Linked DNA regions of Mus musculus: region 1 is linked to region 2. A link is a contact called in public HiChIP or PLAC-seq data. All regions are on one chromosome and are shown on one strand. The core of a region is the stretch at or near the end of the contact, and the rest is flanking DNA. Distances in the headings are between cores, read along the strand shown.

Region 1 (7,282 bases), core at 1,540-4,039, 400 kb after region 2:
GGGGGGGGGTTGGAGGTGGGGCGGGGAGAAGGCTCATCAGGTAAAAGCTTTTACCTCACAAGGCTGTTGACCACTGGGACTCACCCAAAGGTGGGGGGAAAGATCCAACACTACAGGGCTGGCCTTTGACCTCCACATAGATGTTGCTCATAAACCTTCACAGAGAGAGAGAGAGAGAGAGAGAGAGAGAGAGAGAGAGAGAAACTAAAGGGTTTTTCTGTTTTTGTTTTAATATTTATTTATTTAATGTATGTGAGTGCACTGACACTGTCCTCAGACACACCAGAAGAGGGCATGGGATCCCATTACAGATGGTTGTGAGCCACCATGTGGTTTCTGGGAATTGAACTCAGGACCTCTGGAAGAGCAGTCAGTGCTCTTAACCACTGAGCCATCTCTCCAGCCCCTAAAGTTTTAAAGATTTCAAATTAATTGCTTAATCTGTCCTCTAAACCAGGCATAGTCACACACACACACACACACACACACACACACACACACACACACACAAACTGTAACCACAGCACTCAGAAAGCTGAGGCAGGAAGGTCAAGGGTTCAAGACCAGCCAGTAGCTCATGCTATAAAGTTGCTAAGCGTAAGGCTAAAACTCTCCTGCACAGCCATGTGGCAGCGGCTCACTCCTGCAAACCACTTCTGGGAGAGCCGAGGCCAGATTGCTTCTGGGAAAGCCTGGGCTGCAGTGTGAGACTCTGGTTCAAAAACCAAATAGCCAGGCATGGTGGGACAATGCCTTTAACTCCTTGCACTTGGGAGGCAGAGGCGGCAGATATCTGTAAGTTCAAGCCCCTGAATCAGATTAATTTGGGTCGAAAACCCCAAACTGAATGTCTCCAACTGATGAAAACAAAAGTTGTCAGAGACAGGGTCTCAGTCACTAGTGGAGAAGTTAGGCTAGATGCTCGTGAGGGACCCCTCCATGTCCAAAGTGGCAAGAGAGGGCATGTTCTAGATAGGCGCTGTGTAGCTAGGGAGAGACACCCCAAACCTGCACATGTATAGGGGAGAGCTAGGACTCTGGAAAGATGCTTCAGCAGGGGGAACTCTGAGTTTGGGGCCAGAGTTTTCATCCCCATGTGACAGGGCAAGAGAGAACAGAGGTTCCTCCATCTTGTATTCTTGCTGAGGCCAGTTCATGCTTAACTAGAATTTGATCTCCTTCATGGAGAATCCCATGGAAAATGACACGACTCTGTTCTAGGAACGGAGGTCAAGATGTCCCAGCTAGGGCTGGAGAGATGGTTCAGTGGTTATGAGCGCTGACTGTTCTTCCAGGGGACCTGAGTTCAGTACCAAGCACCCACATGGCGGCTCACAGCTGCCTGTGATTCCAGTTCCAAAGGATCTGGCGCCTTGGCACAGGCATGCCGGCCGAACACCAGTGCATATACAAATAAATAAATCTTTCTAAAAAGATACCCCAGCCGGGCGTGGTGGTGCACGCCTTTAATCCCAGCACTCAGGAGGCAGAGGCAGGCGGATTTCTGAGTTCGAGGCCAGCCTGGTCTACAAAGTAAGTGAGTTCCAGGACAGCCAGGGCTATACAGAGAAACCCTGTCTCCAAAAAAAAAAAAAAAAAAAAAAAAAAAAAGTCCTTTCCCACAATGCCTAGCGGTGCTTCGCTTTGTCTGGAACTCCAGACTGTACTCCCAGCCAGCCTGAATAAAGGCTTTCTTTCTGTCTTTTCATTGTCTGTTTCCTTTTGTTTTGTTTTGTTTTGTTTTTTGAGACAGGGTTTTCTCTGTGTAGCCCTGGCTGTCCCAGAACTTACTAGATAGACCAGGTTGGCCTCAAACTCAGGAGAGTTCATCCTCCAATCAGCCTCCCAAGTGCTGGGATTCAAGGTGTGTGCCAGGACACCTGGCAAGAAAAGGGTATTTTTAAATGAGGTTTAACCCATATACACACTTCCTTGAGTAAGACTTACTAAATCAGGCTACTGTGTCATCTGGAAAGGTGGAAGGTTTGAGCCAGCTGTTACTAAGAAGAGGGTGGATCCCTTGATCAGCAAGTGACAGCCAGAGAGATTTTGGGGTAGTAGCAACTGCTACCTTGCAGCTGAAGGGCCGGGAAAGAGAGCTTGCCCAGCCAATCTGAACCCTGAGGCTGCTAATCAACACAGCAAGAGAAGACTCTGTGGAGCTCCTGGTAGGCTCCCACTATGTAGACCATGCTGACCTTGAACTTACAGCAGTTAAGATCCTGTACCACGGGGGCTGGTGAGATGGCTCAGTGGGTAAGAGCACCCGACTGCTCTTCTGAAGGTCCAGAGTTCAAATCCCAGCAACCACATGGTGGCTCACAACCATCCCTAACAAGATCTGACGCCCTCTTCTGGTGTGTCTGAAGACAGCTACAGTGTACTTACATATAAATAAATAAATTTTTAAAAGAAAAAAGATCCTGTACCACTCTTGCTGAGAACTTGAATTGGCTCCCAGCACCCACTCGGGGTGGGGGGGTCGGGGGTGGGGGACGGACACGGGACAGGACTTTGGTTATTCGAGCTCCTGGGGATTCAACACCCTTTCCGGCCTCTGAGGCCCCCTGTGCTCTGGTGCATACACTTCAAGTACATAATTAAAAAAGAAAGAAAGAAAGACTTTAAAAAAAGAAACCTAGTTTTCAATGTGGGTTTCTAAGAAGATGCTAAATACAGAACTATGGAATGTAAGCTATTTCCCCTCCATACTTCCCCAGTCCTCAGAGCCCAAGAATGAGCTCCGACTTGAGAGAACAGAAAGCTTTTTGGTTTAAAATGCCGGGTGGGGCGTTGTTTCCCGCTCCGGCTGGGGCTGGAATCCACCCATTGTGATTCAGCTCTCCCCGCTGTTCCTTGGAACTAGTGAAGGACAAAGCCACAGCTTTCCTCACCTCTCTTAGAAAAGGCCACAAAAGACAGATTTGGGAGCTCTGTGGGTGGCTAAGCATTTGTGGGTTGATCAGAGGTTGGAAGTTATCTCATCTCCCGGCCTCCTAGTGAGTCTGAGGCCCACCTGGGCCACAGGAGACCCTGTCTAATATTTAAAAAAGAAAAGGAAAGGAAAAAAAAAAAAGGAGGAAAGCAAAGTGAAAACAAAGTCTAGCAGTTGGGCAGAGGTGACACATGCCTTTAATCCCAGCACTCGGGAAGCAGAGGCAGGCAGATTTCTGAGTTTGAAGCCAGCCTGGTCTACAGTGAGTTCCAGGATAGCCAGGGCTACACAGAGAAACCCTGTCTCGAAACAAAACAAAGTAAAACAAAACAAGTCCAGCAGTACTTATGGTCCTAAGCAGCGGCTACCAACCTGTGGGTTGTGACCCCTTTCATAAGGTAAGGGAGTGCTGAAAGACCCTTTTGCCTAAGACAATACCGTCGCAAAACACAGAAACAGTACAATTGAAAGCGGTAGAAAAATAACAGTTATGAAGTAACAGCGAAAATAATTTTCTAGTTGGGGGTCACCACAACGGAGGAGCTGTCTTAAAGAGTTGCACGAAGTGTTAGGAACGTTGGGAACCACTGGCCTAAGGTGATAAGCCATCCACTTTTAGAACCGGTTGATCCAATGCAGTTCACACTTTTGGGAAAAGGCCGAATTTGGCTCTGGGGGAAGTATCAATCTGAACAAGTAGGTTTGGTGATGAGTCCTCAGACTGCCAGGAGCCCCAGGATGGAAGGCAGGGATGGGAGTGGCTTATCTAGGGTCACTCCCCTAGCCTCAGCCCCCCCCCCCAACCATTAAGGAAATACAAGGGGCTGAGACTTAGCTGTAGGCATTCCCCAAGCGTAGCCTATGGCTCAGGAATAGTTTTTAAAGTCTACCCTAGTTGGGACTGAAGAGATGGCTCTGGACAGAGAGCATGCACTGGTTTTTTGATGTTGATTTGTTTTTGAGACATGGTCTCACTATGCAGCTCAAGTTGGCTGGCCTGGAGCTCACAGAAATCTACCTGCCTCTGCCTCCTAAGAGCTGTCATCGCAGCCGGCCTTCCTTGGTTCATTTTTAAATATTAATTTATTTGTATTTTATGTATATTGGTGTTTTGACTGTGTATATTTCAGTATGAGGGTGTCAGGTCCCTTGGAAACAGGATGTAAGCTGCCATGTGGGTGCTGGGAATTGAACTGGGGTCCTCTGGAAGAGCAGCCTGCTGAGCCATGTCTCTAGTCCACTATTCTTTACACACACACACACACACACACACACACACAGTACCTCCTAGAATGGAAGCACTCTAGGGCTTACTAACCCTAATTTAGAGGCACTTCCCAATGAGCTTGTATTTATTAATTCCTTCTAGACAAGACGCCCTCCATGCCCCCCTCCCTTGTAGCTGCACATGTCCTTACCTGGCAGAAGACACTATGTAGTCCAATGGGGTTGCGAAGGGATCCAACAACCCCCATACTGACATACATACAGTCCAAACACCAATATACAAAAAATAGGACTTGAGCCGGGCGGTGGTGGTGCATGCCTTTAATCCCAGCACTTGGGAGGCAGAGGTAAGCGGATTTCTGAGTTCGAGGCCAGCCTGGCTTATAAAGTGAGTTCCAGGACAGCCAGGGCTATACAGAGAAACCCTGTCTCGGAAAAAAAAATAATAAAAGGACTTGAGACTTTGCCCTTATTTCCCCTGAAGGCTCAGAGGGCATATCTTAGCCTTCTCTTTCTCAGACTTTGACTCTGTTATGAGTGACCATAAAAATCTGGGCCTTCAGAGACAAACCACACACACTGGGGGGTGAACACATGTGTTGGGGATGGGATCTAATGCTTTGAAGTAATCCGGGCCCCCAAAATTGTGAATCTGTGTGTCCAAACGCTGAAGATCCTTGTCCCCAATTGGTTTCTGATCAATCAATAAAGAGCCAACTGCCAATGTCCAGGCAGGTAGACTGAGGCGAGACCTTTAGATTTTCACAGGCTAGGCATTGGGAGAAAGGAAGGAGGGAGACGGATTAGATTTAGAACTGCAGAAGGAAAATCATCCGGAGTGTAGGAGAGAAGGAATGGGCCCGGAAGGGCTGCCCAGAAGGAGCCAGGGCAGCAAAGATAAAATATGGAGTTAGAGGCCATTAAGCTAGCAGTACCAGAGGGTAATGTGTGCTAGCTGCGGGGAAGATTAGAACTGCCCAGGCTTTGACCTCATCAAGGCATATTTAACATCAACTGGAGTGTGTGTGTGTGTGTGTGTAGTTTGTGTGTGTGTGTGTGTGTCTTTCATTCACAAATCCAGATAGCTCTTGGGTGGGTGTACAAGTGGGACTTGTCAGGCAGACAAATCGGGTTAGATAAACTTGACTGCTACACATATTATCACTGCAGGAAGAAGGCCAGAATCAGACAAGCTCCTCCTGGCTTTTCTTGGTGGCGCACACCTTTGATCCCAACTTGGGAGGACTTGAGAGTTCTCGGTCAGCCTGGTCTACAGAGCAAGTGTGTGTGTGTGTGTTTATTTATTTTATGCGTTTGAGTGTTTTGCTTACGTGCATGTCTGGGTACCACATGTGGCATGTTCAGAAGAGTGTGTCATATCCTCTGGAACTGCTGTCACAGATGGCAGTGAGCCCTCATGGTGGGTGTTAAGAATCAAACCAAGGTCCTCTGCAGGAGCAACACACGCTCTCCTAACTGGTGAACCATCTCTCCAGCCCTCTTGGCTTTCACAAAATTATATTTTACGATGAGCAGTGATGGCACACACCTTTGAACCCAGCACTCGGGAGGCAGAGACAGGCAGATCTCTGTGAGTTTGAGGCCAGCCTGGTTTATAGACTGAGTTCCAGGACAGTCAGAGCTACATAGAGAAACCCTGTCTCAAGAATTGTTTTTGTGGGCTGGAGAGATGGCTCAGCAGTTAAAAGTACTGATTGCTCTTCCTAAGACCCTGAGTTTAATTCCCACCAACCACATGGTGCCTCACAACCATCTGTAATGGGATCTGACGCCCTCTTCTGGTGTGTCTGAAGATGGCCACAGTGTACTCATATACATGAAATCAATAAATAAATAAACCCTTAATCCCAGCACTTGGGAGGCAGAGGCAGGCGGATTTCTGAGTTCAAGGCCAGCCTGGTCTACAAAGTGAGTTCCAGGACAGCCAGGGCTATACAGAGAAACCATGTCTCGAAAATCCAAAAAATAAAAATAAATAAACCTTTTTAAAAAAAAAATGGTTTTTGTGTGTGCACCCAGGTGTGTGGATGGCCCGTGGAAGTCAGATAAGAACCCCCAGGAGTAACCTACTCAGGATCCTGGAGTAGGGTGGCCCAGGAATGTAGCTGTTGTATAGGGTTATCACAAAAGCCTCCCATAAGGAGCAGAGTAACCCGGGGGAGGTAGCTGAAGGAGGCTCACCGCACCAGTGAGCTCAGTCAGTTATACATAATGAATTCCAGGTCAGCCCTACAGCCTGTCCAGGCTGGGGCAACATAAGGAGGTTGTGTCACAGCAAACCAGAGGGCTGTGCTCCAGGTGACTCATGGGTAAAAGCAGTTGCCACACAAGCCTCACACCCTGAATCCTGTCCCTGAGACCCACATAGAACTTGAAGGAGAGAGCTCACTTCCGAAAACTTGACCTCTGACCTTTATCTGCATGCCACGGCAGGCCTATTTACATACATACGCACAAATAAACTATATATGTGTATATGACATATGCGTGCGTGTGCATGTATGCATATGTATCATATAATTTGGGGGTCTGAGGGTGTGGTGGCTCAGTAGCAGATGCGTAAGAGGCCTAAATAAATAGAATAAAAAAATAGGTTTATGGGGCTGGAGAGATGGCTCAGCAGTTAAAAGCACTGACTGTTCTTCCAGAGGTCCTGAGCTCAATTCCCAGCAACTACATGGTGGCTCATGACCATCTGTAATGAGATCTGACACCCTCTTCTGGTGTGTCACTTCTTCACAACAGAGAGGGGTGACACTCTGCTGCGTGCCATAGAGCTGCCACAGAGCTGGCTCCCTCTCTTTCAAGACCAGGTCTAGATATGTAATCCTAGCTGGTCTGAAACTGGCTTCGAACTTGGAGTGATCCTCCTGCCTCAGCCTCCTGGAATGCTGTAGTTAAAGGTATGCACTATGCCTAAGAAACATCTGTTCTCCTGGAACGGGAATTACAGACAGGTGTGAGCTGCCATGTGGGTGCTGAGAATGGAACCCAGGTCCTCCAGAAGAGCAGCTGTTGCTTTTGGCTCCTGAGCCACCTCTTCAGCCCTCTCTAGCACTCTTACAGACATTGATTGATCTGGTCTGGAAGAAGACAATT
Region 2 (7,255 bases), core at 1,596-4,095:
GCGTGTGTGGAGACAGGCGAGAAACTTGTGGGAACTGGCTTTTTCCTGCTACCATGTGGGTTCTGGGGACTGGACTGAGGTGGTCAGGTTTGGGGTCAAGTGTCTCCTGTCCGCTAATCCATTTCACCCTCCATTCAACTGCGGTTTTGAGAGTCTCTCACTGAAGCTGGAGCGCAGTGATGCAGCTGGTGTAGCCAGCCAGTGACCTGGCAAACAAAACCTTGGCATTCTCAAACAGACAAGCAAACACCCCACTCTTTCTGCTCCCCTCTTTAAAAACAAACAGACAGACAGACAGACAAACAAACAAACAGAAACCCAAAACCTTCAGAACTCAAAGAGACATAAAAGCTTTTAGTTTTGGCCAGCAGACTGCCGAGCACTCAGTGACGTTCCAGTGTATTTTGATCCAGTTGCTGCTATGAGGTGAGGCCAGCATGTAGATGCTCTGAGGACGTGTCTGACCTAGTGCTCATCAGGATGCCCCATAGAAAGCAAAGAGGCCCAGCAAAACAGCCTGTCTTCACATTCTGATTCTATTGATTTGACTTCCAATTGTGAATTTTCCCAAAAGACCCATCACTTTGGGGAATGAAGAGGTCTGACACGGGTGAGGATAAGAACTTGTCTTTCTAAACAGCTCATGAAAACCTCGTTTCTGGAGTTAATGTGGTTATGTGGGAAATGCTTTAAGCCAGCAGAAAACAAAATGAAAACAAACAAACAAACAAAAAAATTCCAAAACTTGAGAGCATCAAAATGTGTCCATGTCCTCGGGAGCTCTGAGCACCTGGTTGTGGAAGAGAGAAAGAAGCTATGTGAATTGGTGCGGCACATACAGTTGCCAAGGAAAGGACCTGCCACCCCTGTGTCCGGGGCTGAGTCAGCAAGTATGCCCTTGGAAGCATGGGACTCATGTTTCTGTGGACCACGAGACAGTGAAGCTCCTTAGAGCTTACTTACCTACGGCTGTGTGGGGACCACTGCTCAGACTTGCTGACTGTGCTGTCAGAAGGCCTTGAAGGGGGTAAATGGTTTATTGAACCAGATGATGTTCTCTGTGTGGGAAATAGTGATGAGAATGTCCTCCACAGCCCCCTCCAATTCAGTCATTCTGAAGCTACCTGGGCTCATTGGGCAGCACTGTGCTGCGGCTGGCCGACTGTGTTGGAATTAGATGCGAACAGTGGCCTACTCAACAGGTCCTTTTTTTTTTTTTTTTTTTTTTTGGTTTTTCGAGACAGGGTTTCTCTGTGTAGCCCTGGCTGTCCTGGACCTCACTTTGTAGACCAGGCTGGCCTCGAACTCAGAAATCCGCCTGCCACTGCCTCTCGAGTGCTGGGATTAAAGGCGTGCGCCACCACGCCCGGCTCAACAGGTCTTTTTCTTGGACTTTTTTCTTATGTGAGTTTGCAGAGTGAGGTTAATGTTAATCCAGGAAATGAGAGAAAGGAGTCAGTCTTATGTGTTTGCAGAAATGAAAACAGAAGTAAAACTGTAGGAGTGCAGGGGCCTGAGAGGAGGGGAGAGTGGGAGTAGTAGGGGAAGATGGGGGGATACTCAAAAGACATCAGATACCTGCAAAGCAGTATGCATCCAAGGCAGGGCTTACATCCACAGGGAGGAAGGAAAGCAAGCCAAGCCAGGCATGGTGGCTCATAATTTATAATCTTAACACTTGGATAGCTGAGGCAGGAGGATCAGTGTGAATTTAAAGACAGTCTGGGCTACAGGATATCAAAAAACCCAACCCAACCAATCAACCAGCTAACCAATAACGGCTAGAGAGGTGGCTCAGAGGTTTAGAATGAATAAATGCTACTGCTGCCAGCAGCAGGCAGAGATCTCTCTGAGTTCCAGGCCAGCCTGCTCTACAGAGTGAGCTCAGGACAGCCAGGACTATACAGAGAAACCCTATTTCAAAACAAAACAGCAAAAGCAAAGAAAAGTTAATTCAGTTCCTGCATTGGAGGCCTCATGGGATCCACCTGCTTCTGGTCTCCTGGGGACTTGCACTCACAAGCCCACACCTACACACAGAAATGCGTAGATCCCCTTTAATCCCAGCACTCGGGAGGCAGAGGCAGGCGGATTTCTGAGTTCCAGGCCAGCCTGGTCTACAAAGTGAGGTCCAGGACAGCCAAGGCTACACAGAGAAACCCTGTCTCGAAAAACAAAAAAACAAAAAAACAAAAAAAAAACAAAAAAAATGTAGATCCATAATTAAAATTAAATAATTGTGAAAACATAAAACTAACACCATGAGGCTGGTGAGTTGGCTTATGGTGGCTAAGAGCACTTGCTGCTCATGCAGAGGACTCAGGTTCGATTCCCAGCACCCACAGACAAGTCCCAGCTGTCTGTAACTACAGTCCCAGGGATCCAGTGCCTTTTTCTGACCTCTGTGGGCACCAGGCATGCAAGTGCTGCTTATAAATACCGCAGGCAAAACACACATAGACATTAAAAACCAACAACAAAATTACCTAATGTTTACACTTGTGTTTGAAGAACTTGAGTTGGGCATGGTGCCCTTGGGAGGCAGAGGCAGGTGGATCTCCGAGGCCAGCCTGGTCAACATCTACAGAATGAGTTTTGAGACAGTCAAGGCTGTTTCATAGAGAAATCCTATCTCAAAAAGCCAACCCCCCTAAAAAAGAAAGGCTATTAAAAAAAAAAAACCCACAAAGATCAAAGCTCCATTCCCTGTGAAGACTCCAGCTGAGTCGTTTGCCTCTTCAAAGTCTGCCAGAGCTTTGCAGCCAAGTCCTCTTGGAGTGGTCCCCAGCCGGCGGTTAGTAGTGACACAGGAGCTTCATCCTGTCCCTCCTTCCATCCTTCACCTGACCTTTCTAACCAGCTGTCTCAGAGAGCTCTGTGAGAGAGGCGTGGTCAGCGTGGCACCCTGGTCTTCTGTTCCCGACATCCCTCAGAGAATTCACTCCCCACTAAACCTTTAGTCCTAACTTGCGCAGCACCTCTCCTTTCAGACTCTAACTGGAACATAATTCTTCTTTTTGAGCAGTTTCAGTGAGTAGCCTGGCTGGCCTTGAATTCACTGTGTAGAGTAGGCTGGCCTTCAACTCACAGAGATCCTCCTGCCTCTTTACCTCTCAAATGTTTGGACTGAAGGTGTGCCTCACCGTACCTGTTCTTATGTAAATGGCAGTTCCTTAGTTTTACTGTTTTGACCTTAGGCTTTGCACATGCAAATGACTTATTTGCCTTTGTGTAGTTAGAATTTTCTTTCTAGAGATTTCTGGAACTAGAGTTCCCGCATAGAGGGAAATTTATGTAATCTATAATATCTCCATTAGAAATAACTATTGACAAGAACATACTCTGACCAACTCTTGCTCTCAGCCCATGGCTTTTCCACAGGCTGAGCTCTAGCTCCCAATTAGGGAACAGACTTTCCCAGCACTTTGGAACTTTGTATATTAATCACTGTCCTCACTTACGGTGGCATAAATTAGCTTTGCTCTGGCATAAATTGTCATGCAGAATGTACTCTGCCCTCTCTGCTGAGTATCTCTTCTGAGAGACTGGGGCCTGTGCCTGTCGTTCCTGACTTCATGGGTTTCCATCACGAATGACAGTTCTTATCATTGGTTTTGTTGTCAGGCACTTGGGTTTGTTTATTTGTTTTTATTGCCTAGGTGTATCATGTTTTCTGTTGTTCATATTGTTTTGTGGTTAACAGTTTAGCCAGCTAAGCCTGTTCTTAGAAAAGTTATTATTTTCTAATTGAATTGCCCTATATAAGGATAAGCACTCTACAGTTGAACCATACCCCCTCTCAAACTGATGTGTATAAATATATGTATTAGTATTATAGTCTGTAACCTCCAACTTTTCCTGCTTCAGCCTCCCAAGTGCTGGGCTCTCAGGCTGGCCCAAGAGAGCTATGCCTGTCTTAAAGCTTCTGCTTTTTTAACTCATATCTTCCTTCCAGCATTCTTCTATTCTTTTCTAGGACTCAGAGTTAGTTTTTCCTTGTCAGTGGGAGGTATCCCCTGCACCACATATTAGTCATATCTCTGAGGTAAGGAATTATGAAAGAACAGGTTTTCCAGGTTGTCTTTGCTTGCTTGAGATGGTTCCGCTGTGTGTAGTCTTGGTTGGCCTAGAACTCACTATGTAGACTCTAGGCTGGTCTAAAAGTCGCAGAGATCTACCTGCCTCTGCCTCCTTTGTGCTAGAATTAAAGAATTAGAGGTCTGTGTCCACTTGGTGGCATTTTTGTTTTTTATATTTAATGTGTTTTAGTGTTTACCTACTACACATGTGCAGTTCCCATAGAGGCCAGAAGATGGTGGTAGGTCCCCTGGAAATGGAGTTCAGGCTATTGTGAGCTACTGGTGCTGGGAACCAAGCCTGGGCTCTTTAGAAGAGCAGTGCTCTTAACTGCTGAGCCTTCTACCCACCCACCCCCCCCAAGTCTTCCTGTTCGAAGGTTATACTGGGACTTGTGTGCCATTCTAGGGGGAGGGAGGATGTGGCGGGCTTGGCATTGGCACTCTACCTATGAGATTAATATGGATCCGACTGGTTACGGGGAAGTGCTGGAGCAGCTTCATGCTGTGGGAAGGAAGGAGGCTGTGAGCAGCTCGGGTGCTCAGTGCTCCTGTGCTTCTGAGAGCTGTGCACTGATGTTTACTTCTTACACTAGAGCTTCGAGTGTGTCATGGCCAGCTCCTCGGACAGTGAAGATGACAGTGTCATGGCCGTGGACCAAGAAGAAACTGCACTGGAAGGGACAATGGAGCAAGATGAGGACCCCCACCCAGTGTTGGAGGTTGAGGAAACAAGACATAATAGGTCCATGTCTGAGCTGCCGGAAGAGGTTTTGGAGTATATTCTGTCCTTCCTTTCACCATACCAGGAACACAAGACTGCAGCTCTGGTCTGCAAACAGTGGTATCGACTTATCAAAGGTACACTTGTTTTAAAGAGGTGTGTGTGTGTGTGTGTGTCCATCCATCTGTCCATCTGTCCGTCTGTCTCCATGTATGTGTATGTTGCATGTATGCAGGTGCCTGTGGAGGCCAGGTGAAGGCGTCAGATTCACTGGGTCTTGAGTTACAGGGTCTGGGAGCCACCTGTGTGGGAGCTGGGCTTGAACTCAGTCTTCTGGAAGAACAGCAAGAGTACTTAGCCACAGAGACCTGGCTATGTCCATTGTGGTTTTGTGTGTGTGTGTGTGTTTTTTTTTTTTTAAGATTTATTTACTATTATATCTAAGTACACTGTAGCTATCTTCAGATGCACCAGAAGAGGGCGTCAGATCTCATTGCAGGTGGTTGTGAGCCACCATGTGGTTGCTGGGATTTGAACTCAGGACCTTCGGAAGAGTAGCCAGTGCTCTTACCCGCTGAGCCATCTCACCAGCCCGACCTTCATTTTTTTAAATAATTTTTTCTGAAGCAGAAATGGGGATAATGGAGATATTTTAATATATTCTTAAACATAAAGGAAAGAGAGAGAGGCGTGTTTGAGAGATAGGTTTACATAGTTCATGGTTTTAATTCCAGCCCTCCAGAGGCAGAGGTAGACAGATCTGTGAGTTCAAGGCCAATCTGGTCTATAGATAGAGTGAGTTCTAAGACAGCCAGGAGTATCAGAGAAACCCTGTCTCCAAAAAAAAAAAAAAAAAAAGCAAAAGCAAATGAAGTATGCCTTTAGTGAAATTATTCATTAGGATGGATATTTTAGAAAAAGTAGATTGTTCTAGAAGCATGATTAAACAAACAAACAAACAAAAACACAAAAGACCCCACAGTTTCTTTATATAGCACTGGCTGTCCTGGAACTTGCTTTATAGACCATGCTGGTCTCAAAATCAGAGATCCATTTGCCTCTGTCTCCTGGGTGCTGGGATTAAAAACATGCAACTACCATGCCTAGTGAGTATTTACTTTTTGAAATCCACTATATATGCACATGTGCTTTGTATATAGCCTGGGCTGGACTTGAACTCATGACCCTACATGCCAGTTCTCTGAGTACAGGAGTTGTAGCCTAGCATAATGCTCTATTTTTAGAGGGATTTTAGGTTCAGCGCCAGTAGTGGTAGGCATGGGCTTTGCCATCTACCTGTGCCCTACACAGAAACAGCCTCCTTCCTTGACAGCACTGCCCACCACAGTGGCGCCATGTTGCAGCTGGTGAACCTGCACATCACTACCACCCAGAGAGCATCCTTTATCTTAGGGTTCAGTCTTAGTGGTGTCCATACTACAGATGTACACAAGTGTATACTGATGTGTACTAACACTGGAGTAACACTCTTCACCTATGTTTATTTATCTTCTTATGAGACAGGGTCTCAACATGCTTGCCTGCCTGGCCACAACTCACACTGTTCCACTTGCCTCTGCCCTTCTAAATGCAGGGGTTAAAAGTGGGGACCACAGTTCCTGGAAAGCTCTTAACTTAAAAAAGATGTTAATTAAGATGTTTATGTGTGTGTGTGTCTCTGTGTGTGTGTGTGTTTGCCTTCAGTGTATGTATATGCACCACATATATGGAGGTGCCTGTGGAGGCCAGAAGACAGCATTGGATCCTCTAGAACTGGAATTACGGAGAGTTTTAAGCCACCCAACAGAAACAGAACCTGGGTCCTCTGTAAGGGCAGCAAGTGCCCTTAACTGCTGCGCTGAGCTCCAGCCCCTAAGCTCCAAACACTTACTTTTTGTTTGTTTGGTGTGTGTATGTTTGTTTTCTATCACATGGGTGCCTGATGTCTACTGAAGCCAGAAGCATATATTGGATCCTGTGGAGCTGAAGTTACAGGCAGTTCTGAACCTCTGTGTAGGTGCTAGGAAGTGAACCTGGGTCCTCTGGAAGAGCAGCCAGTGCTCTAACCATTGAACCATCACTCCAGTCTACCCAAGCGCTTAACTTTTAAGAGTCAGTTCTTGGACATACATTCAACCTATCACAATCTATTATGTAATAATCAACTTATATGGTCTCACTTAACTGGAGAATTCCTGATCGCTATGATCTAACTCTGTAGACACTGCTTCATCATATTCTTTCACAGAGCTAAGTTACTTCCCCCCTGTGCTTTGTAGTAAATGCTACCAGTTGTCTTCCTTGCCTCATGGTAGCCACCAGCACGAGGACAAGGATTATCACCTGAGCTGAGTCAGTACCTTACACACACCTCTCAACTTCCTCTGGCTTGATAAAGTGCAGTCTGTCCTTCCTCCCTCCCTTCCTTCCTTCCTTCTCTTTTTAAAGATTTATT

Evidence for each region. HiChIP or PLAC-seq counts read pairs in DNA pulled down with a chosen protein or histone mark.
Region 1: a contact with region 2 is called in an H3K27ac HiChIP or PLAC-seq map of embryonic stem cells, with 9 read pairs. The contact joins two enhancer-like sites. A contact is called at or near these places in 2 of 39 promoter capture datasets (the HPC-7 cell line and cranial neural crest), 2 of 484 Hi-C or Micro-C datasets (the G1E-ER4 cell line and nephron progenitors) and 4 of 115 datasets of contacts at active chromatin or transcription factors (all in embryonic stem cells).

The regions. Positions count from the first base shown.
Region 1 is chr4:141,562,717-141,569,998 of GRCm38.p6, forward strand. No RefSeq gene overlaps it. Among named protein-coding and RNA genes, the nearest start is that of B330016D10Rik, 20 kb to the left of the region's middle. Within about 2 kb of position 2,790, at least 66 of the 459 cell types and tissues checked have an H3K27ac peak or open chromatin away from gene starts, as enhancers often do. A contact at or near this core is called in embryonic stem cells, where this site is marked.
Region 2 is chr4:141,163,041-141,170,295 of GRCm38.p6, forward strand. Fbxo42 (F-box protein 42) reads left to right here. Exons shown (of 10, transcript NM_172518.3): 2 at 4,673-4,937. The coding sequence starts at 4,688. Among named protein-coding and RNA genes, the nearest start is that of Fbxo42, 19 kb to the left of the region's middle. Within about 2 kb of position 2,846, at least 20 of the 459 cell types and tissues checked have an H3K27ac peak or open chromatin away from gene starts, as enhancers often do. A contact at or near this core is called in embryonic stem cells, where this site is marked.